Regions from separate parts of the Zea mays genome. Here regions 1 and 3 are each linked to region 2. The links are chromatin contacts, called in public Hi-C maps. All regions are on one chromosome and are shown on one strand. Each heading gives the region's core, a stretch centred on a gene start, on an enhancer-like site or on the middle of the called end of the contact. The rest is flanking DNA. Distances are from core to core; before and after follow the strand shown. Region 1 holds the start of LOC103632137 (nitrile-specifier protein 5). Region 2 holds the start of LOC100282880 (ribosomal proteinS12 (homolog)). Region 3 holds the start of LOC103632138 (protein LURP-one-related 10).

Region 1 (2,846 bases), core at 83-2,582, 150 kb after region 2:
GGCCCCGGTCGGCCTGACATGAATAAGCGGGCCGGGCTCGGACAGGAAACTAGGCACGGTGGGCTAGCCCGGCACGGCCGTTTACCTCTAAGCACGTTAAGCCCGCTTTTTTTAAACTAAAACGTGTTTTTTGGCCGCTTAGCCCGCTTTCGGCCCGCTTTTTTCGTGCTAAACGGGCTGGCCCGAGCCGTTTAGGCCCGCTGTGGGCCGGGCTCGGACAGAGAATCAAGCCCGCGGGCTTATAAGGCCCGGCCCGATTTCCTAACCGTGCCTGGCCCGGGCCGGGCCGAACAGCCCGTTTGGCCATCTCTAGCTATACATAAGGCTATGTGCCCCCTCTCCCCTCCTGTAGGGGCAACAAGCAGCCCCTATACGCCGCACCGCCTGACGCTAAAGCGTCTTCTTCGCGCTACAGTAGAAGGGGACCAAATCGGCGTCCGTCAGATCAAGTGTGAGGGCGCGCCGACCCCTTCCTGGCATGCAACAGTAGTTTTTGGAGTTTGGTAGTTGGAAAAAAATTGATAGTGGATAAAAAATAGGTATATAAGATGATATTTTATAGTTGTAGTGAGATATATGAAGAGAATTTAGGGGAACCTGCCACGAAAGGTGAAAAAGTATGGATGAAATTGTTGGAACTTGCTCTCTGATGCAAATTGATCCAACGGGGGAGTGTAGCAACGCAAACAGGGTTTTTGCACGAGATGGCAATAGCTCTGTTAATCTAGCCTCTCAAGGGCACTGTGCGGGGGTATTTATAGGTATCTGTGTGCCCATCGTCCTGTGTTAAGGACGCATGTGCCCTCAGACACCTATGTTATCCCCGGAATATTCCCATAAAGCGGGGTTACAGACCGTAATTACAGGGATGCCTTTACAAATTAGGCCCGTAATGCGTAGCGGCCACGCAGAGCCTGTTACAATGGGCTGGATCACACGTGGGCCTCCATGCTGGACGAGGTCGCAATATGAGACGACCTCGTCACAGGTCTTCGTCCGGTGACGTATGGGACGAAGGGTGAGTCTGTCCGTTGTCTTGTCTCCGTTGGTGCAGCGAGGACGGCGAAGGCATCGAGCGAAGGGTGGTGTCTTCGGTTTCGCCCCAACAGAAATATTGATGATGTGACACAAAAAATGATATAAAGAAAGAAATTTAAGAAACCCCTACAAATAGTCTAAAGGCTGTGCTAAATAAAGGGTTTAGGGTTTATATGAGTCCATAAGATGTAAAGTTAGTGGTATATATCTAAAATTATATTTTTTTAATGGTATAGATCTAATTATTTCAAATATATAATGTCTACGTCAAAACACGTAAGCAAACCAAATAGACAGACACCCTCTTCCTCCGAGAAACCGAAAACAATTGCCAAGTGCCAACCAAGCTCGGTGGCTGAATAGAAAAATTGTGCCCGGCAGCGAGCCAGCGATGGCCAGATTCACGCTGTTCTGCTCCGGCATGTCAGCATGTGACGAGGACGCCACCATCCTCTGCACCTCAAAAGTGAGAGCGAGAGCCCCCCCCTCAACATCACTGACACCACCAAAGCACGGGAAAGCAGAGGAAGCGGAGCAGAGCTTTGTGGGAGCGTCAATGGCAGGAACTTGGGTGAAGGTTTGCTTGCCTAGCCTTCGTCTTCCTCCTCCGATTCTCTCTTTAACTTATTCATCCGTCGAATTCGCACCGGCAGGTGTAGCTTTTTTGGAGACGTTCCTGATGTTTGAATCGGATTTAAGCTTGGTTTTTGGTTCGCGGAAGGATTTGTTTGTTTCTTGAGTGGAGTTTTGCAAGCCATCTTTGATATTAGGTTCAAAAGTGAGTTGGGATCAGTTGGCGATAGTAACCCACCCACTCGGATGGTCGGGGAACTGGACTCTGGAGCCCTATGTGATCTACAAAGGGGGATTGATTGCGGGATTGGTGGGTGGCGTTGACGAGGAAGTTTCCATTCCGTCTTCAATGGATCTTCGTCTTCCTAGTGTCAAAGGCATGCTGACAGGGAAGTCGGTGATGCCCAAGTTCTGCTCGAGTCAACGAGCTTCTTTTGCAGCTGTATGCCCCCGACTCCACAGTTGCCAATCCTTAGTTGTTGCAACTTCTGCTGAACTTTTGAGCCTCAAAACCTTGCAGTCCGCAGTCGTATGGCCACTGTTGCTTATTAGTCACTTGATCTGAACCAAATCACAAGGATGTCACAATTCTTAGAATTCTGATTTCATTTCTGCGAAATTTGAGCCTCAGAATTTGGTTTCAACGGGGTGGAGAGATTAATTGTGGATGTCTCGCTTATTATGCTTGCAATTTCAATGCTTTTCACCCAGATGGAGCAGAAGGGCGCCGGTCCGGGAGCACGGAGCTCCCACGCCATCACGCTGCTCGGGGGCACGGCCTACTCGTTCGGCGGCGAGCTCACCCCGCGCGTCCCGGTTGACAGCACCATGTACGCCTTCGACCTCAACACCCAGACGTGGTCGGCGCTGGACGCGACGGGCGACGTGCCGCCGCCGCGCGTGGGCGTGACCATGGCGGCCGCGGGCGGCACGGTGTTCACGTTCGGCGGGCGCGACCTGGAGCACAAGGAGCTGAACGAGCTCTACGCCTTCGACGCGGCGACGCGGGCGTGGACGCTGCTGTCGTCCGGCGCCGACGGCCCGCCGCACCGCAGCTACCACTCCATGGCGGCGGACGCGGGCGCGGGGCGGGTGTACGTGTTCGGCGGGTGCGGCGACGCCGGCCGCCTCAACGACCTGTGGGCGTACGACGTGGCGGCGGGGCAATGGGAGCAGCTGCCGCCGCCGGGGGAGGCGTGCCAGCCGCGCGGCGGGCCCGGGCTGGTCGTCGCCGG
Region 2 (2,700 bases), core at 93-2,592:
TTATGAAATGAATGTTCAAATGAGTAATCCAGTAACACTATATAGGCAGCAACAATCATACTATGTAAAAAGCAGCACAAGTTTTAGAGAAAGAGACTCTTAACTCACCCCGGCCCACTCGCCAAGAGTCTTAGCGGCAGGAACAGTGACCAGGTGAACATTGTGCTCAGCGCAGAGTGCCTTCACCAACTTGACGTAATCTGGCTGGTCACAGTCCTCAGCAAGCACGCAAAGCTGAGCGGCGTGCTTCTCGATGGCCTTGGCAGCCTCACGGAGACCCTTCACAAGACCGTCATGAGCACTTGACTTCTTCATCACGAGCTGCAGAGCAGTCATCAAGTCCATAGGCTCCCCAAGAACTGGGGTTGGTGCCTCAACCGCGACTGGGGCCTCCTGTTCACTGCCAAACCAGAATTTGGTGAATTGACAATGCAGGAGCAAAAAGCAATAACTATAACAAACAATTTTGCAAAGGCTAGATGAGTATCAACATATACCGCACCAAGATGAAACATTTCAATACTAGTAGTACTCAGTAATTGGGAGGCTCTAGTGCTTAATAAGCAACAGGACATAGGTAAGAAGCCAGCAGAACTTAAAAGCATATAAAGTGAGGTTCGTTTTTACAGTCTTTGATATGCTGATGATGATGATAAATTAATAACAACAATCAATTGAGACAGAAACATTCATCTCTCAATTAAGTACATAGATAACGCAAACCACAGAAAAATACACCTAACTAACAACACAATTAACCATCAAAACCTCAGTTCGGTTTGGTCAGCAGGACATTTAGCATGAAAACATTGGAAGCTTGAATTGCACACTTTTGATCCAACAATGTGTTACGAATGCACTTAGATTCCAGAGCACAAATAGTGATGAACATGCCTTTACCAAGTTTGGCCCAGGGAAGACAGCATAGTAGCAGGATAATCATTTCATCCCAATAGTAGCGCAACTAATCTACCGAGCTATTAGTATATTGGTACCCCTACCCGTAACAATTACGGAAAACACGCATCAAGCAGAACGATTCTAGCGTCATACCAATCCGGAACTAAAATTTCGCTAACCGGACCAAGATCCCTGAAACGAGCATGGAAAAGATATCGGTTGGGAGACTTACGCCATCTTCCGCGCTGTGAAGGGGTTCCTCGGCGGCTGCGAAGGGAGATCTGGATCAGGCAAGAGAAAAGTCAGTAGCGATTAGTGAGGGAGACGGGAGGAAGAACAAACGAGGCGAGGGGAGCGCGCCGCCACCTGCAGAGAGGGAGCACCGGGCGGCTGCTAGGGTTTTGGCTAGAGGGTGTGAGACAGGTGGGAGAAGGCGGAATTATAAGTGCCGGGCTGCCGGCTCGTCGAGCCAGGCCTGTATAGGCCTTTGTGGGCTAAATATAGCCGGACCTGTATGGGCCTTTATTAGTCCGAGCGAGCAGCTCTCCTCGCCATCTGAGGCCGTAAAGCCGTGTGCAGCAACGGCCGTGCTGAGGTTCGGCGACTGCCGCGCATGGTTAACTTTCTTGTGCCTTAGGCTTTTCAAAAAAATATTGTGCAATTTAAATCCTAATCAGTAGTATAACTTCACCTAACTAGATAATGATGTGATACGAAGTTTTGTACCCTAATTTCCAATACTATACACTAGCATAATAATTTTAAGAATGCAAACACTTAACTTGAATTGCTCAAGAGTAAATATATGTAGTACTAAGGTAAGGATTAGAAGACTACTCAATGTTTTACCGAGGTTTTAGAGAGCCGACATTCCCCCACTGATCCTCGTTGTAGCACCGACGTAAGGGTGTTGCTCCCTCTTAGCGCGTGTTAAGAGTATCGTCCTCCTCATCATCCACTGTATAGGTGTGTGCTAACTTTTCATTTTGATTCAATAACCATGCCCCAAATTTCTGAGTGGAACTCATTATGAGTTTGGGCTTTGGAGATGGCAGGTCGAGAAAGAAGACACTAACGCACTACATGTAGCCGACTTGAATATAGAGATACAACAGGTTATGTGCAGTTGTGCCATACTTGTCGAACAGACGTATCCTTACAATTAAGTAGTCATTCCCGAATAGGTCAGGATTTTGTTCTCGGCCCCAACATACAGTTGCCACGCTACATTGCCTAATGAAGTACTCAAGCTAGACCCAAATGATTGATATGATTTTCTAGCTCCTCCTCCTCTCTTTTTTTTTGTTTTTGTTTATGTAAACTAGAAGTGAAAAAATGGTGAGTCTAATGTTTGTGTGAGGGAGAAGGGCCAACGTGTGGAGCTAGTAGATGATGGAGAAAGTCATGAAGGACTTCATGTAGAAATTGATCGATGGACACATTTTGAGAGGTAGGTTTGAAAGTGGTAGCATCATTAAATATTGGCGAACACATGGTGCAGAGAGAAAGTTCATGTGTTTAGGCCGGGACCCAACCAAACAAGCTTCACCTCAGTTAGACCTAGGATGGATAAGGTACATGTGTTGATATTTGACTGCACACACAAGATATTCTGCTACTCTATGACTGCAATGCGTCGGGCGAAATTGTTCGTGTCCTGCAACTCTTCAACTTGTAATGGGATCATGCTCGTAAGACAGTCTAAACCTCTAGATTCTTATCCGGTCGGCCAATAATTTTTGTCCCCACCAATGGATCGAGTTGGAACAAGGTAGCAATCCAACTAGAGCCTTGTTCGTT
Region 3 (2,700 bases), core at 114-2,613, 240 kb after region 2:
TATATTTTGTATACAAGTGAATTAGCTTAATTGATATATGCCTAAATTACTATTATTAGAATGGAATTCAATTCCAGTGATCCAAACGGGGCGTAAGATTATTAAGGTTACACTAGGGAGCTTTGAAGTGAAGAAGCTTTGAAGTCTCTATATATGCAATCCTCAATATACATAAGATTATTATATAAGGTTACACTAGGGAGAACAGAAGGATGACCATATGTATGACACCTGTGGTGTGCATTCAGTCATTTTTGTCCGTGTGAATTTCCTGCAGGATGACCACAAGCGCCGAGATGAACACGTAGTCGACGTTCGGGAACACGGTGAGGCTGAAGTAGTCCTTTCCCAGCAACATGCTCGTGGCGCTGTGCTCGCGGTGCATCTGCAGATCGAAGCGGATGGGGAAAAAAAAATATTCTCTCTGAAGCGGCGCACCTCATCATTTTTGTATATATATATTATATATACTCACTTTAGCGATCAAGGCGTTGGAGTTGTTGCCGCCGAGGTAGAAAGAGCAGGACCTCTCCTTGAAGCTGCCCTTCATGATGAAGTCGCAGGCCTCGTGCGAGGTGTTGGAGGCCAGGTAGATGAGCATCTCGGTCTTGAACGGCTGGATGATGGAGGATTTCTTGGCGGTGAAGAGCAGGTCGCTCGATCTCGTGCTGTCCCCTCTGTACGCTTCCCACGTGTTGTGCATGCTGATTACCTGCCAATGCAGATCAGCAGAGCCATTGCTGCTTGTTGTATGTTCGATTCGGTCTATTAATTGCCTAGCCGCAGTACCTTCTCGCGCAGGCAGAGGAGGGGGTTGCCGGCGGCGTCGAGGAGGCGGCGGCGGTTGTGGATGCTGATCAAGGCACCCTTGACCGTGACCACGACGGCGCCGTTGGTGTCGGTGATGGTGAAGTCGCCTTCCCGGAGGCTCACCTTCTTCTCCTTCACCGCCAGCTGCACCACGTAGGGCGCGCAGAAATGCGAGGCCACCACCGCCACGGGGGATACGATGCCTCCGCTTGGCTCCGGCGGCGGCGGCGCCGGCATGGACGGAGGTGCTGCCATCTATTACCAAGTACCAAGGGTCGTCTTCTTGCTGATACACAACGCTCCTATGCTATGCTACACGCAACACGCCAAGAAGGAATGCACAGTATTACTGCCAGCCACCGCCGCGCAAAGTGAGCTGATCCACACCACAAAAGTTGGCAACTCTATTTTAAACAGAGAACCACAAAAGGTTACTCTGAGCCTCAGAAAAGATCTACCGATCGAGAAGGATTGGTTTTTGGTTGGTCGTCTGCTGGGGTTTACAAACAGGCCTCCGAAAGAAGCAAATACTACGCATGCATAAGCATAATGACAATGACATGCAGAGGTCTGCTGTTCTTCTTCGGTTGTCGCCACTCGCCACTGGCATAGCAGGACATCGATCCCAGGGCCAAATGGCCCGGCCCGGCGACACGTGGTCCGGTAGCTATGTCGGGCTTGGACCGCTAGTATGGTCTACGGTGTAGGCACAAGAAGTTCAGTAACGTCTAGTCTATTTTTAGGTATAATAATACTTATACTTCTGTTTGTTATATGGGAGTATAATAAAATGTGATATGTGTTTATGTGCTTATATAAAATTTTGTGTTTAAGTATGTATCTAAAATTTTAAATGTAATCTATTGAATTTAGAATAAATATGAATTTTGTAGTGTTTTTTTTTCTGTTTATAAGCTCGGGCCTAGCCTGCCACTACTAGGGCGGGCGTGCCTTGGTCAGCATGGTCCATGTAAGAACAACCGTGCTAGGCCTTGGCCGCTTCAAACAGCCCGTAGGTCGGCCCGACATGATACTAAACCGTGTCGGGCTTAGACTAAGTCCCGTCGTGCCGAGCCTAGCCGTGTCTAGGTCAGACCGACCGGCATGACCATTTAAACATGTCTAGGGCTAGTTCTATAGAGTGAGCAAGGGGCAACCGCCCGGAGCCTCCAAACTTATGGGACCCGCCTCTAACTATAAGGCATGTACAAATCTAGAGATGCTAGAACGGTTTTGTAAATATATGAGATAACTAAGAGACTACATGATATAACCTTAAGCCCATAGATCATAAATGCCGTTAAAAACAATAAGTATAAAAAGTCGTGATGAGAGGGGGTCTTCGTGAAGAGACCGTCTCTTAATTTTCTTTCACTTAACCCCATAGAGAACCCTCAATTAATGTGATTGTACATGGCCTTAATTGAGGCGTCTCTCGAGGGATGTATAGGGCGGTTAAATAAAAAAAAGATCAAAAGTCCGTCTTTTCAAGATTTTCTATACTTATTGTCTCTTAAATTTATTTATGATATAGAGGATTATTAGAGTTATATAATGTTTTTTCTTATATTTTGAAAAACTATTTTAGGGTCTCTACGTTGTACACGCCCTGAGTATTCATCAAGTATCCGTTTATATTAAATATTTTTGAGGTTAAGAAACGAACCGATATAGACCTATGAAATGAATTGACATCTTCGTGCTGCCACAATCCTGCGTGGCCACGCCGCCATAGACGCATTCATCAAGAGACTATAAATGTTAATTTTTTGACAGCTCGAAGAAGCCACTGCTCTAATATAGGTTCTAAAGTCTTTTTTTTTTGTCCCAAACTTTTATCTTACCCGACACTAAGTGATATCAAGTGCAAAATGTTAGAAAAAACTTTTT

The links. Hi-C and Micro-C count contacts between places; a contact is called where the count stands out from the background.
Region 1: a Hi-C map of ear shows a contact between it and region 2, with 4 times the contacts expected there. The contact joins the promoter of LOC103632137 here to the promoter of LOC100282880 in region 2. A contact is called at or near these places in 4 of 25 Hi-C or Micro-C datasets (ear, leaf and tassel).
Region 3: a Hi-C map of leaf shows a contact between it and region 2, with 5 times the contacts expected there. The contact joins the promoter of LOC103632138 here to the promoter of LOC100282880 in region 2. A contact is called at or near these places in 3 of 25 Hi-C or Micro-C datasets (ear, leaf and tassel).

Annotation. Positions count from the first base shown.
Region 1 is chr7:22,296,487-22,299,332 of Zm-B73-REFERENCE-NAM-5.0, forward strand. LOC103632137 (nitrile-specifier protein 5) reads left to right here and starts at 1,333. Exons shown (of 2, transcript XM_008653975.4): 1 at 1,333-1,615; 2 at 2,323-2,846. The coding sequence starts at 1,430.
Region 2 is chr7:22,148,781-22,151,480 of Zm-B73-REFERENCE-NAM-5.0, forward strand. It overlaps LOC100282880 (ribosomal proteinS12 (homolog)), which reads right to left and starts at 1,343. Exons shown (of 5, transcript NM_001155786.2): 1 at 1,267-1,343; 2 at 1,133-1,181; 3 at 109-400. The coding sequence starts at 1,137.
Region 3 is chr7:22,390,431-22,393,130 of Zm-B73-REFERENCE-NAM-5.0, forward strand. LOC103632138 (protein LURP-one-related 10) reads right to left here and starts at 1,364. Exons shown (of 3, transcript XM_008653976.4): 1 at 790-1,364; 2 at 476-712; 3 at 129-385. The coding sequence starts at 1,065. The coding sequence ends at 245.